Regions from separate parts of the Sus scrofa genome. Here region 1 is linked to region 2. The links are chromatin contacts, called in public Hi-C maps. All regions are on one chromosome and are shown on one strand. The core of a region is the stretch at or near the end of the contact, and the rest is flanking DNA. Distances in the headings are between cores, read along the strand shown. Region 1 overlaps LOC106510444 (a long non-coding RNA gene). Region 2 overlaps CA5A (carbonic anhydrase 5A, mitochondrial).

Region 1 (6,721 bases), core at 590-3,089, 260 kb before region 2:
AGTCCGCCTCTCGAGGGGCCAGGAGGGGCCAGGAGGCCGGGAATCTGCGGACACGCCTTTGAACCAGCACGAAGGGCGGCGGCGCCTGGGTGGCCCTGCCCGGCAGGGTGCGTGGTGTCACGGGGCTCTGGGCCTCGTGTGATTTCTGCTGAGGAAACAGAGGGCCACGTGGATTTGGAATCTGCGGACCGATGCCCGGCTCCCGCCTCTGCCCCTTCCCCTAAAAGCATCGCCTGTGAACGAAACCCGGACCAGCCCCTGTGCTCACCAGGCTGCGGGGTGGTTCACCAAGTTGGCTTCACTGGCAGTGTGGCGTAACCCGCTTCCTACTCTAAAATAAACAAGAGCTGCGGGCATCAACAGAGACACACCTGAAACGCTCCATGGGTGGGAGGAAAGGGCCCAGCGCTGGAGGGTTTGAACGGCCTGGTCCTCTTCACGGAGGTTCTGGGTGACACAGACGTCGGCCGCTGCTGGTCTCCCGGCCAGATGTCCCCTCCGGGCGGGCGGGAGGGAGAGCCTGGGCAGGGCGGCCACGCTGCCTTTGCTCTTCTAAGCACCCAGAGCACCTCCGAGGACGAGGAGCACGGGTTGAGTCTGGGTGGTGGTGCGTGGCTGTCGGGCGCAGGTGAACGTGTCTGAACTGGAAAGCCTGAGTGTGTTCGGACAGTGGAGCTGCTGTGAGGATGCTCTGGGGAGAGGGCTGTTGCCCTCGGTGCCCCCCAAGCTCTGACATGCGGGAGACGCGCAGCGGATGCTCAGGCGTGTGCACGCAGGCCTGCCACGTGTGTCACTGCGATAAGGAATTGGGGGTGGGCATGTCGGCGTGTGGTAGTCTGACTCCGTCGTGGGTGTTGAGCTGCTGGCAGCTGTAAAACCTCACCGCCCCACTGCGTGCAGGCAGGCTGACTGGGTGCTGCTGGAAGCTCCTTGAGAGCAGAGCCCCGCCCCCACCACAGCAGCACCCAGGCCATTTTGGAGCAGCTAGGAGGCCGCCCTGCTCTCCCAGCCTCAGGGGGTGAACATGAGACCCTCGCTTGGGCTGTGAGACACTCACTTGGGGTTGGGGGTACAGTCCCCCCGCATTTCTCCAGCCTGGCCACAGCACATGGACCCCTGATGCCGGAAACACCCTTGTCTCCCGGGATCAGACAGAGGTTGGCTTTCCTGCCCCCAGAGTCCTGGCTCCCCTCTCACCCCACAGCTGCTCCATCCCTGGGGTGCACCCTTGGGATCTTGTGAGAGAGAGAAGCAGGGCGGCCCCACTGCCATGAGGACTTTCTCCGGGTTGGCCATCAGTCCTCGCAGGTGTGTGGCTCCAGGAAGCGGCCCTAAAACACTGGAAAGAGAGGAGGCGGCACTGACCCTCCGAAGGTGCCCAGAGCCCTGACGGTGGGCTCCTCAGCTGTCGGGGACAGAGGGGCCCAGAGACCCACACCTGGCATCTCCAATTCCGTGAAACACAGCGTTGGGGCCAGCAGGGGTGACATGTGACCGTGTTCTGTGTGTCAGTGTCATGCATCCTGAAAATGGGTGGGTATGAAAAACTGCTTTGAATCTGTGCCCTGAGGTTACATTGCACTACGTGGACTTGCCTTCTTGGACGGCAACAACAGCCCCAAACTGGCAATTCCATGCGGTTCCCACAGAAAGCAAAACACTCCAAGTATTTTATCCCTCCCCCCCAGCTTTTACCGAGAGTAGAGTTTGTTTGTGTGTTTGATCCCCGAGCCCAAGAAGCACCCAGGCTTCACAGCTGGCTGGGCGAAGTGGGAACCCAGTGGGGCTGCATAGACGCTCCCGTCCAGACGGGGTCTCCCTCCGCCCGCTGTCTGCTCGCCCGCTCACAGCACCGTCACCGCTGCAGGGAAGGAGCCCACAGGCCAAGGCTCAGAAGGGCCCTCCAGGCACAGGGCTGGCCCCCCGCTGCCTGGCCTCGGTGCAGAGCTGCTCTCTCTCGGCCTCTCTGTGTGGCTTGAATTTGCTGGAATTGCGGCATAAACAGCCCGGCTGGACTGGGAGCTAATGGCAGAGATTCAGGCTCCGCGGGAAGGGGAGGAGCCTCGCAGGACCAGACACAGGCGAGGCGGCCTTCCAGCCTTCCGCCTGGGGCTGTGGCTGCCCGGCCCTGGAGGACCTGGCTTCCTCCAAGGGGGGCTGGCAGAGAACCCACACGCCCGGGGACCCCCACGCTGGGAGCTGGGGGTGGGGGTGGAGGAGGGGTCCTGGACTAAGAGCATCATCATCACCCACCTTAGAAATGCAGAGTCCCGGGCCCCGCCCAGTGCCGCCCAGGCAGCCTCAGAGCCAGGCGTCCCTGTGCGTGGAAAGTGGCACAGCCGCGGGTTTGCAAAATGCACTTGCCCTTTGACCGGCTGGTCTTTCCTTTGGAATTTATCCAGAGGAGGTGATGAGAGATGCACACGGGGCAACGTTTGACCTTGGAACACAGCCCTCACCATGGTGCCCTGGGCCAGGCGTGCGGGGCGTCCCATTCATTCCATGTCTTTGAATGTACCCCTGGGAGGGGGCTGGCTGATGAAGAGGGCGCAGAGATTCGCAGACTTTAAGGAGTCCGGGGTCACACCGCCATGGCGAGGTCGAGTTCGGGGTTGAGTTCAGGCCGCCCCACCAGCAGCCCCCCAGCCCACCTGAGTGTGTGGCCATCGTGGAGCTGCTTACACGTGAGGGGCGGGTGAGGGCGTCTCCAGCACCGGGGACTGGCCTGGTGGGATGCAGTGAGTCTCTGTCACTGGGCATCCTGCTCTCTGGTGTGGGGGCAGGGACTCCGCCCTGGTAGGACCCTCGTGTGCACTTGAACCTCAACCCCCAACCAGGCTGAAGCGCATGCTTCCCTGCCTCCTTCCTGCCCCTGAGCAAAGTCCCGGAGCCCCAGGGACTGCTCCCCCAGCCGAGGCCCGAGGTCCCGCTCTTGCTGCCATGGCTGCCCTTGGCGGGTGACGTCTGGTCTGCGAGACTCAGGCTGGCATCGCCTCGGGCAGCCTGGGGCAGCCCTTGTTCTAGAACATGGGGGTGGGGAATTGGGGGCAGAAGAGGACCCCTGCCTGGTGTCCCTGCAGCTCTGGTAGGTCCACAGTAGGTGGGTTCCCAGCGATTCTCCGAGGTGCTGGCAAGTGCCCACGTCCACACAGACGGGCACAATGACTTCTGAACCGTCTGGGGACAGGGTGACGGTGGCACAGAGAGCACTGCCCCACGTACCCCCGACACCTCTCAGTCTGTCTTCAGAGCTCCAGAGAGAAGGAAGCTTGCCCTTCTCCCCTCATTCCCCTGCACTGTCCCCGTCCCCTTTCTGCCCACATTGAGGGCTCTTCAATGCAGTGTGGACTCTGGAGCCAGACTGCTTTGGTTTGATTCCTGCCCCTGCCCCTTTGCAGCTGTGTGACCTTGGGCAAATAGCTTCACCTCTCTGTGCCTCAGCTTCCACCTCTGCACAATGGGTTCATAACGGTGTACTTTGTTCATGCAGCCGTTGTGAATGGTAAATGAGTTAATATATGGAAAGCAGTGAGAGCAGGAGCAGGATGTGTCGCAAAGCTCTAAAGGGAAATAAACCCCAGGCACATAAAACATTCACTCTTATTGACAGCTGTGGACAAACACTAGCAACCATTAAGTTGGGCTGTAGAAGACAGTTTAATGAAATGCAAAAATGTTCAGGACATGTGCTAAGTGGGGAGAAAAGTACAAAACAGCCTCTTGAGTCCAATCTTCATCTGTAGAATACGTCTGTGTTAGCTGCACCCGGGAGAAGCCTGGATGCAACCAAATCACCCCCCCGCCCCCGTCCTCAGGGCATCTGTCTCTGGGAGGCAAGGCTCCCACACTCTGAGGGCATCAGCAGGGGCAGGTCAAGGAAGCCAGTGTGTTGGCAGAGATCTTAGCAATGACACCAAAAGCATGAGCGACACAGAGAAAGCAGATGCAAAGGACATCACCAAAACGAAAACCTTTCGTGCTGCAAATGATGGAACCACGAGGAAAGTGAGAAGACAGCCCACAGAGTGGAAGAAAGGGTTTGCAGATCCGCTGTCTGATAAGGGATTTGTATCTAGAATACGCCAAGCCCTCCTACAACTCAGTAATAAGAGTACAAATTCGGAAAACGGCCAAGGGTTTGAATACATATGTCTCCAGAATCGGGCACACAAATGGCTAAGAAGCACATGAAAAGATTCTCAGCACCCCTAGTCACCAGGAAAATGGCACGGCTGCTCTGACCACCGCCTGGCAGCTCCTCCAGAGGTGAAATTGAGTCACCGTCAGACCTAGCAATTCCACTCCTAGGCTTATGCCCAAGAGAAATGAGAACATACTTGCACACAAACACTGAAGACAGATGTTCACAGCTGCCAAAAACGGAAGCAGCCCAAGGGTCCGTCAGATCAAATGGGGTCCACGCCGATAATGGAATATTACTTGGCCATTAAGAAGCCTGAGTACTGACGCTACAACCTGGATGAGCCTTGAGGACGTGACGGCGAGAAAAGAAGCCGGTCACCAAAGGGTCCTGTTGCATGGTCGCATTCATACAGGAATGTCCAGGACAGGCACACCCTCGCAGACAGGAAGGAGGTGACTGCTCGCCAGGGCCGGGGGAGGGGAGGCAAAGGAGTGACTGTTAGTGGGAACAGGGCTTTTTCTGGGGACAATGAAAAGGTAAAATTACATTGTAGCGACAGTTTCCAAGTTTATGATTATACCAAACCCTTAAATTCCATACTTTACTTTTTACTCTGCTTTTATTTTATATTGGAATATACCTGACTTACACTGTTGTTAGTTTCAGGAGTACAGCGAAGAGAACCAGTTACGCGCATACACATTTCCTAGCCATTCTTTCTTTTTTCTTTTTTGTCTTTTTAGGGCCATACTGGCGGCATATGGAGGTTCCCAGGCCAGGGGTCGAATCAGAGCTGTAGCTGCCGGCCTACACCCCAGCCACAGCAACGCAGGATCTGAACCACGTCTGCGACCTACACGGCTGCTCACAGCAACGCCGGATGCTTAACCCACTAAGCAAGGTGGGTTCAAACCCATATCCTCATGGTTGCTAGTCGGATTTGTTCACCACTGAGCCACAATGGGAACCCCACACATATCCATTCTTTTCCCACATGGGTTATTACAGAGTAATAGGGTATTTATTTTTATTGATTGATTGATTCTATTACAGTTGATTTACAACGTTCTGTCAATCTCTGCTGTCGAGCAAAGGGACCCAGTCGCACATACGGGGATACCTTCTTGTTCTCCCATTCTCTCCATCCTGCACCGTCACAAGAGGCCAGATCTGTTTCCTTGGGCCACATCCTCCTTATCCACTCCCCCGCTGCTGGATGCCTAGGTGGCTTCCGTGTCGTGGCTATTGTGAATAGTGCTGCTATGAACGCTGCAGCGCATGTGTCTTTTCGAATTACAGTTCTGTTCCGATAAATGCCCAGGAGTGGGATTCCTGGATCACATGGTAGCATTTTCACTCTTTTAAAGAACCTCCATATTGTTCTCCATAATGGTTGTACCAATTTACATTCCCACTTTTAGGGTATATGTTACATGGTATGTGAATTACATCGCAATAAAGATGTTTTATAAACATCCTTTTGCAAATGTCAGAAAACCCTGGTCAGAGCGATGTCCACCACAAGGAAATTTCTCCCCTTGTGCCCTTGAGTGAGTGGGCAAGTTCAGGTGTATGTCCGCCTTCAGGTACTGCCTGATTCGGGGGCCAGGTCAGGTGTTCAGCCCCGGGTGAAGGTGTCTAACATGTGGACGGAGAGTCGGGGACGCCTGAGCAGAGCGGAACGGCTGCTGAGCGAGCCCATGTCCACAGCAGGCTTGAGCTGGTGCAGGACGCAGCCGCGAGAGGAGGGGGAGGCTGCAAGGTTGGGGCAGAGCTGGAGGAGGGAAGGTGTAGTCCCCGGGCCTGGGGGCTCTGAGCTCCCATGTGACCCGGGGCCAGTGCCTGACCATACTCTTCATTCTGCACCCCAAACATGCTGAGGGAGCCCCTACTGTGGACGGACGCTGCGCTGCGCTGCAGTAAAACCTGGACACAGCAGCCACAGCCCCCGGCCTTAACCATCTGGGGAAGCTGACAGGGAAACAAACCTGGGCCACAGGGTATGCCCAGTGCCACGGTTTGGAGGGTCTGAGGGGCTATGGCAGCACAGACAAGGCCACCCATCTGGCCTGGGGAGGGGTGGGGGCAGGCAGACTTCCTGGGAAAAGGAGTTATTGAGCAGACGTGTGGCGATGCAGTGGGCAGGGGGAACAGAGGATGCAGAACCAGCCCAGGCCTGGAGCCGTGGGAGCAGGAAGTGGAGCGGGGAGGGAGGAGGTGGGAGGGACAGGCTGGCTGTGGTCAGGAAGCCTCATAAGCCATGTTAAGCAGGCTGCGTGTGATCCCAAGGCCGGTGGGCTCTGACAAAACCCATCACCCGTAGGACAGCTGCTAGCCTGGCCCGCACACCTCATGAAGCTGATCTCACTGGCCTGGGCTCCAACCCACCATTGTGACCTCTGGGTTCGTGTCCCCAGCCTGAGCCTTTCTGCCCTGGCTTTGATCCCAAATACACCCACTAACCCAGGGCAGCCCAGGCCCTGCCCCCAGCCCTTTCCCCACCCGTTCCAACTTTCCCCTTCCTCTTTGATGAGCCAGCAGATGCTCAAGCCTCTTCGAGCCCTGCCCCCCTTTACC
Region 2 (6,488 bases), core at 337-2,836:
CCCCTGCCCTCCAAGGGCGGCCTTTCTCTATTTTTTCGTGTTTTGGTTTTTTTTTGCTTTTTAGGGCCACACCCAAGGCATATGGAGGTTCCCAGGCTAGGGGTCTAACTGGAGCTGTAGCCGCCGGCCTACGCCACAGCCATGCAACACGGGATCTGAGCCACGTCTGTGACCTACACCACAGCTCACAGCAACGCTGGATCCTTAACCCACTGAGCGAGGCCAAGGATCGAACCCGCGACCTCATGGTTCCTAGTCAGATTCGTGAGCCACTGTGCCACGACGGGAACTCCCCTTTCTCTCTTGAGACGGAAACGCCTGTTTTTCAGGTGAGGAGACCGAGGCTCGGGGACGGGCGTCAGGACCAGAGCCGGGCCCAGGCGTCTCCTCCACGGGTCCCGCCGACACCATTTCCTCTGTATTTTGCACAGTTTGCCCGCCTGTGGAAGCAAGCAGACCCCTGTGCAGACAGCACCCCAGGGAAACTCCTTTCTTTCCCACCAAGGCGGGCGACCATGCCCCACGGGGGGGCAGACACCACTGGGGAAACATCCCGGCAGGTTGACTCTGGCTGCAGACCAGCGAGGGGCAGGATGTGCCCCCAGCACCCTGAGCCTGCCGAGTTCCTGAGCGGGCAGACGGGGCCGCGGGGGGGCTGGTCCCAGGGGGCTGGCAGAGGCCAACATCAAGGGGACAGCAGAGCCCAGATCAAACAGCCCTGCGAAGTGGCCGCGGAAGGGCTGGCCCCCGGCTCCCATCGGGAGCCCCTCTCGCCATTGTTAGGACAGGTCCGAGCGCCATCCGTCCCCACGTTCAAGGACCCTCGGAGACTCCTTCCCTCTCGGAATTCTTTTGTTTGGTGCTGAACAAATAAACTGCGCTTTTCAGGAATTTCCCCATCAAAGTCTTTCCCAGCTGGTCCCGGGGAAGGGCTCCCATGCTGGTCATGCGGGGCCGAGCGCAGTAAGGCGGACAGGTGGGCGCTGGGCAGGAATGGGCGTATCTGCAGGCCCCTCGCCCGCGCTCTGCTCTCCGGGACAGGGCGAGCCTAAGTGCGCCAGGCAGCTTGCAGGTGGGTGTTCCTGAAGGTCGGTAGCTGGGAACTTGCGTCAGTTGGTGTGAAAACAAACACCCCCACTAGTGGATGTTGTTGCCTGGGACAAGTCTAAAGGTTTTTGTAAAAAGTGGATGAATTTCCTGGAAAATATTAAGTAACTCAAAGGACCCCTGGCGGGTGGACAGAGCGAAAATGTTTAGGATGCTGCCTGAACCACTGAACGTGGCAAACCCCATGACACTGAGGAGGGAGGGCCGGGCACGAGCGGGGACACAAGGACCAGACGAGACTGGAACCAGCTCAGCGTCCAGCTCCAGAGAGGGCTTCAGCCTCTCTCTGCAATGCTCTTTCCACCAAACTGGTTTGTTTGGTTTTTTGGTTTTTTTTTTTTTTCTTCTTTGCCAAGGAGTCATAAAACAATATTGCTTTTCCAGTTATGCTGATCTCAAAACGCAAAGCTTACCTTGTGTTTAATGTCTGGCAGGACCTCCAGCAGCTCCTGCAGCGCCTCGTGGCGGGCCCCCAGCTGCAGAGCACGGCCGCAGAGAGCACGTGACAAGGCGGGGACGGGAGTGACAAGCACAGGTCACTCTAAGTGGACTGGGCTTGCGAAGCAGGTCTTTCTCAGAACGCACCCCTCTCCTCACTAGGCAAGTGGGACCCCAGCGAATTTACCTTTAAAAATACACCTATGACAGCCAGGCCATGTTCTCCCGTTGCAGCTTCTCTGTAATTCTGGTATTTCACAGCGTTCCAGTGAACCAGATGCAGCTGCAACACAGGAGGGCAAGGAGGCACACCTGTCATGGTGCGGCGAGGACAAGGCAGCGTCGCTCCGGGCGGCCCCCAGATGCCCACCTGAAGATCTTGGTGAATTCACGCCAAACGCTCAAACCCCGGAAAGCAGGAGAGAACGGAGGCTGCCTTTCAGTTTATAAGACAGAAATGGGTGCTTGTTGATTTGCTGCCTCTCGGTCCACCCTGAACAAGGGTCACCAGGTCGGGTGCACGATTGGTGGTTGTGTCCACACTCCAGGGAAACCACAAATGACATTTAACTCACTATGGCCCCGGGGCATTTTTCCTACCTGTGTCACTGTGTCCTGCGCTTGCCCTGAATCCCCTCTGGTGGCTTTCCCAAGCCCAAACACCCAAGCGCAACGGGCCAGATGACGAGGATTTAGAACAGTGGGGAGAAGGGGTGGGGGAGGGGCGGGCTTTCCTGGGTCACTGGCAGGACCCAGGACGCCTGGCTTCTGTGTGATGACAGCACGTGGGCTGCTGCTGAGTCTGGCTCAGAGCCTAGAAGGAGCCCGGGGGTCTGCGCACATTTCCTGCGACCGTGTGAGTGGTGGCAGAGGCCTTTCTGCGCAGGGACCCCCTGCTCCCAGCAGCTGTTGGGTTCCATGGCCACACCCACCGGGGACTCTGAGGCTGATGTGGGCTCTCCCTGGCCTCCCCTAGCTCAGCCTATCCCATGTGGTCCTCCAGAAACAGGGACAGCTGGGCCCGAGGCCCTGGCCCCAGCTGTCTCTTTCACAGAGCCGCCCTCTGGAGCAGGCTTGGCCTTCCAAAGCCCAGTGGGCCAGAGGCAAGGCCAGGCCGACGCTGCCCCCTGCCCCCTGCCCCCTTGGCCTCAGACACGGCCCTGGGGGCCCCGGCTCTGATCCTGCTTCTGCACTAGCAGATTGCAACAAACTCCCCTGCGCAAACATCTCCTTAAACACCGAGGTACAGGTGCTCAGTTACTAAGAGGCGCGCGGTTCATTCAGAGTGAGGGTGTTGCAAGCCCCTGTTCCTTCATTTTGCCATATTTGTAAAAATGCAGACAATTATAATAATAGATGGAATTCCCTAATTAGGACCCATCCCCAGAGGCTACCTCTGGCTGTGTGACAACAGTGACTTTGACTTTTTAGTGTGACGGACGTTGGTCTTGTTTTAACCACAGTGTGACTTCTGTCACAACGGTGACAAAAACATTCCAGAACTTGAAATGCATCAAAAAGCCAGGTGGCTGGCAGGTGGAAGCGGGGTGGGGGAGGTGCGATAAAGTGAACACGGCCAATGTCAACCCTACGATCCGGGGCGGGGGCAGGCTCATGGGTTCTCCCCATACAGTTGTTTGCATTTTTTTTTTGTCTGTTGGAAAAATTTCATAACAGAATATTGGGGCGCATTGATAAAGCCCCGCTTTCTACCCCATAATTAGCAAAACCATGTTGCTGACTTTTATCTCTACTCAATTTTCCTTACTGGCTCTCATTCTGGAACGCTGCAAATATCACTTCCAGACAATAATTTCTATTGGAAAGATTTTTTTTTTTTGCCTTTTCTAGGGCCACACCCATGGCATATGGAGGTTCCCAGGCTAGGGGTCTAATCGGAGCTGTAGCCACCAGCCTACGCCAGAGCCACAGCCACGCGGGATCCGAGCCACATCTGCGACCTACACCACAGCTCAGGGCAATGCCAGATCCCTAACCCACGGAGCGAGGCCAAATTGAACCTGCAACCTCATGGTTCCTAGTGGGATTCATTGGCCACTGCATCGCGACGGGAGCTCCCGTAAAGATTTTCTGCTGTCAGTCAAAGGTCTCCGACACCCTGAAGGAGGAAGCTGCTCGGCCCTGACTGACCAGCTGCAAGTGTCATGGAAGTGAGAGCTCAGGGCCCAGACTCTGCTCTTAAAGCCCAGCTGCAGAGTTTGGCAAGTTACACCACCACTCTGAACTCCAGTCTCTTCTTCTGTGAAATGACAGTGCTAAGAGTAGCCTCCCCTCAGAACAGTCGTGAGGTTGAACAGGTGGGGTGGCCCCTTGTTCTGGTCTGAGCACTGGGAGGCCCACGTCCCAGGAAATCCTTCTTTCTGGGAAGCCAGGATGCTTGATCCGAGCCTGGCACAGGGGAGCCCCCCACCACTAGCTGCGAGAATGGGGCTCCTCACCTCGGCGGGGTACGCGTGGTCCTCCACTGTGTGCTCGGAGCCCCACTCGTCCACCGCTCCCCAGTGGAAGTGGAACTGCTTTAGTCTGTAGGGGTTCTCCAGGGGCCCACCGCTGATTCCTGGAAAGTGAAACGGGGCGTGTGAGTCTGTTTGTTGGACCGTGGTATTGCTGTGACATCTACTGTGGGGCCACGCAATGTCCCTCTGGAGAGAGTGACGTCCTGCCACAATGACACACTCAAAGCTGGGGTCTGGTCTGGCCTAGGGGCCGGTCAGGCTCACAGGGACGTGGGAGTGATGCAGAGCCAGGTGCTGCCACCGGGTGGCGGTAGCGGCCTCAGCCCTGTGCAGGGAACAAGAAGGCAGAGAAAAACCCACTTCTTTTTTTTGTTTGTTTGTTTTTTGTTTTTTGTTGTTGTTGTTGTTGTTGTTGTTGCTATTTCTTGGGCCGCTCCCGCGGCATATGGAGGTTCCCAGGCTAGGGGTTGAATCGGAGCTGTAGCCACCGGCCTACGCCAGAGCCACAGCAACGCAGGATCCGAGCTGCGTCTGCAACCTACACCACAGCTCACGGCAACGCTGGATCATTAACCCACTGAGCAAGGGCAGGGACCAAACCCGCAACCTCATGGTTCCTAGTCGGATTCGTTAACCACTGCGCCACGACGGGAACTCCGAAAAACCCACTTCTGAGATGCCTGCCAGACTTGCCTTTCATGAAAAAAAGACATCTTTAGAATAGAATAATATTAAAGTATTTCACCAAATACTTTCATAAGCTGTAATGATGAGAGCAAGATGTTTACGCAAACGCTGGGCTCTAAGGTTTGACCTTTCCCTCCAGGGCTGACCCTTTCCCACCAGGGCAGCCCCTCCTCGCCCTGGCCTCACCATACGTCCGGCTGGCACGGGACCTCTCCTTTCTAAGTCACCCGAGTCCCCGGGGACGGGGGGGGGCTCCCCCAGAACTGTTAGTGCGACGGTTCTAACAGGCTTGGCCCGGAGCGCCCGTGGAGGGGTCTGGCTCTGACCCGTGGGGTTGTTGGCAGCGTGGCCAGAGGCCCAGCGCCAGAGCCGGGAGTCTGCATTTGAACAAGCTCCCCTGGGGTCGGGAGGTGCGCGCCTCCGAGCGCGGCCAAGGGCAGCTGCGCTTTGCTCACGGATTTCCATCAGCACGTGCGGCGGTCGTTACGGTAACTGTCTGGCTGGAGACCGAGCTGAGCGTGCTGTGACCTGGGGTGAGTCTGCAGGACACTGGCAGAGCGACGGCCTGAGCTCCCGGGGTGGCCGTGCCTGCATCAACCCCTCTGGGAGGCAACAGCAGGGAAATCACTTGGTGACATGACGGCTGCTGGCGAGAGAGCGTCCGATTCGACCGGCTCGAGTTGCTTTCTGCGTTGTTTTTGCCCTTAAAGCACCGAATATAAGCGAGAAAACAGACGCAGCCTGCGAGTCTGCCTTGATCACCCCGGGAAGCTTCTCCCCGTCTTTCTCCACTTGAAACGGAGTGTGTTGGTCTGGAGCTCATTAAGGCCATCTCACCATGAGGTGCTCTGGCTTTCTTCACACAAGCTATACCTCGATTTAGAAACACACCAGAAATACCGCTCCCCCCTCCAAGCAGATAAAAACACTGTAAATCACCAAGGGTGAAGCCGGAGCCCTGCAGGCAAGGAGGAGCCCGTCTGCAGGGAGGGCCCAATGGGATCCAATGGTCAGGCTTTCACGGAGATTCTTCTGCTTTCTTGTGAAAACACGAGGAGGTGGGTTTCTTTTCCTTCAAGGATACTCGAGCTGAATGGTCTTCGTCCTTGTGCGGTTTGCTTGATTTTTGATTCATCAGGAGAGGTTAAAGTGGTGGCTGGTAATCCTACCCAGAGGAACAAGGACTCGAACCCGGGTCTGACACCAAAACCTGTGCCTTCCGGACAAAACAGAATCTAAAGAACTGACCGAACTGGGAGACGCAGGCAATGGCGCTCTCTGTGCCACTGGTTCCCACGGCAGGAGGTTTGCAGGCCCGGCCCGCAGACACCGGGACCCCCGCCCCCCAGCCCTGCCCCACCCTGTGCACCAGTGAGCACAGTCGCTGTGTGACCTGGAGCAAGTTGCTCATCGTCTCAGAGCCTCAGCCGTCCCAGCTGAGAAAGGAGGAGAGTTGGCAGGACGCACTGAGATCCTGGCCTCAGAAAGGCGACCGTGCTGGTGACCCCACACCCCGCGACCTTTCAGGGACCTACTCGTCCATCGATGAAAGAACAGATTCCCGGCCAGAGGTCCTGGTGTTCCCCTCCAGCTCAAGCATCCGAGGACTCTGCAGATACCACGTAACGTCCGAAAGAGGGATGCCCGCTGCACAGGCGTAAATCCCCCACTCGCTGGGTGTCCGCCCGACCTCAGCGACACAGAAATAGCCGCCCCCACTGTGGCCGCCATCAGAGAGGGTGGGCGTGGGCCTGCTGGGATGGGCGAAGACTCTCCCGA

Evidence for each region. Hi-C and Micro-C count contacts between places; a contact is called where the count stands out from the background.
Region 1: a contact with region 2 is called in a Hi-C map of liver, with 2.0 times the contacts expected there. The contact joins two enhancer-like sites. A contact is called at or near these places in 3 of 47 Hi-C or Micro-C datasets (liver, mesenteric adipose tissue and omental adipose tissue) and 1 of 2 datasets of contacts at active chromatin or transcription factors (alveolar macrophages).

What each region holds. Positions count from the first base shown.
Region 1 is chr6:1,777,374-1,784,094 of Sscrofa11.1, reverse strand. All of the region lies in intron 2 of LOC106510444 (a long non-coding RNA gene), which reads left to right. Among named protein-coding and RNA genes, the nearest start is that of JPH3, 14 kb to the right of the region's middle. Within about 2 kb of position 1,839, at least 43 of the 83 cell types and tissues checked have an H3K27ac peak or open chromatin away from gene starts, as enhancers often do. A contact at or near this core is called in liver, where this site is marked.
Region 2 is chr6:1,517,604-1,524,091 of Sscrofa11.1, reverse strand. It overlaps CA5A (carbonic anhydrase 5A, mitochondrial), which reads right to left. Exons shown (of 9, transcript XM_021093673.1): 5 at 4,005-4,123; 6 at 1,733-1,828; 7 at 1,521-1,583. Among named protein-coding and RNA genes, the nearest start is that of SLC7A5, 25 kb to the left of the region's middle. Within about 2 kb of position 1,586, at least 11 of the 83 cell types and tissues checked have an H3K27ac peak or open chromatin away from gene starts, as enhancers often do. A contact at or near this core is called in liver, where this site is marked.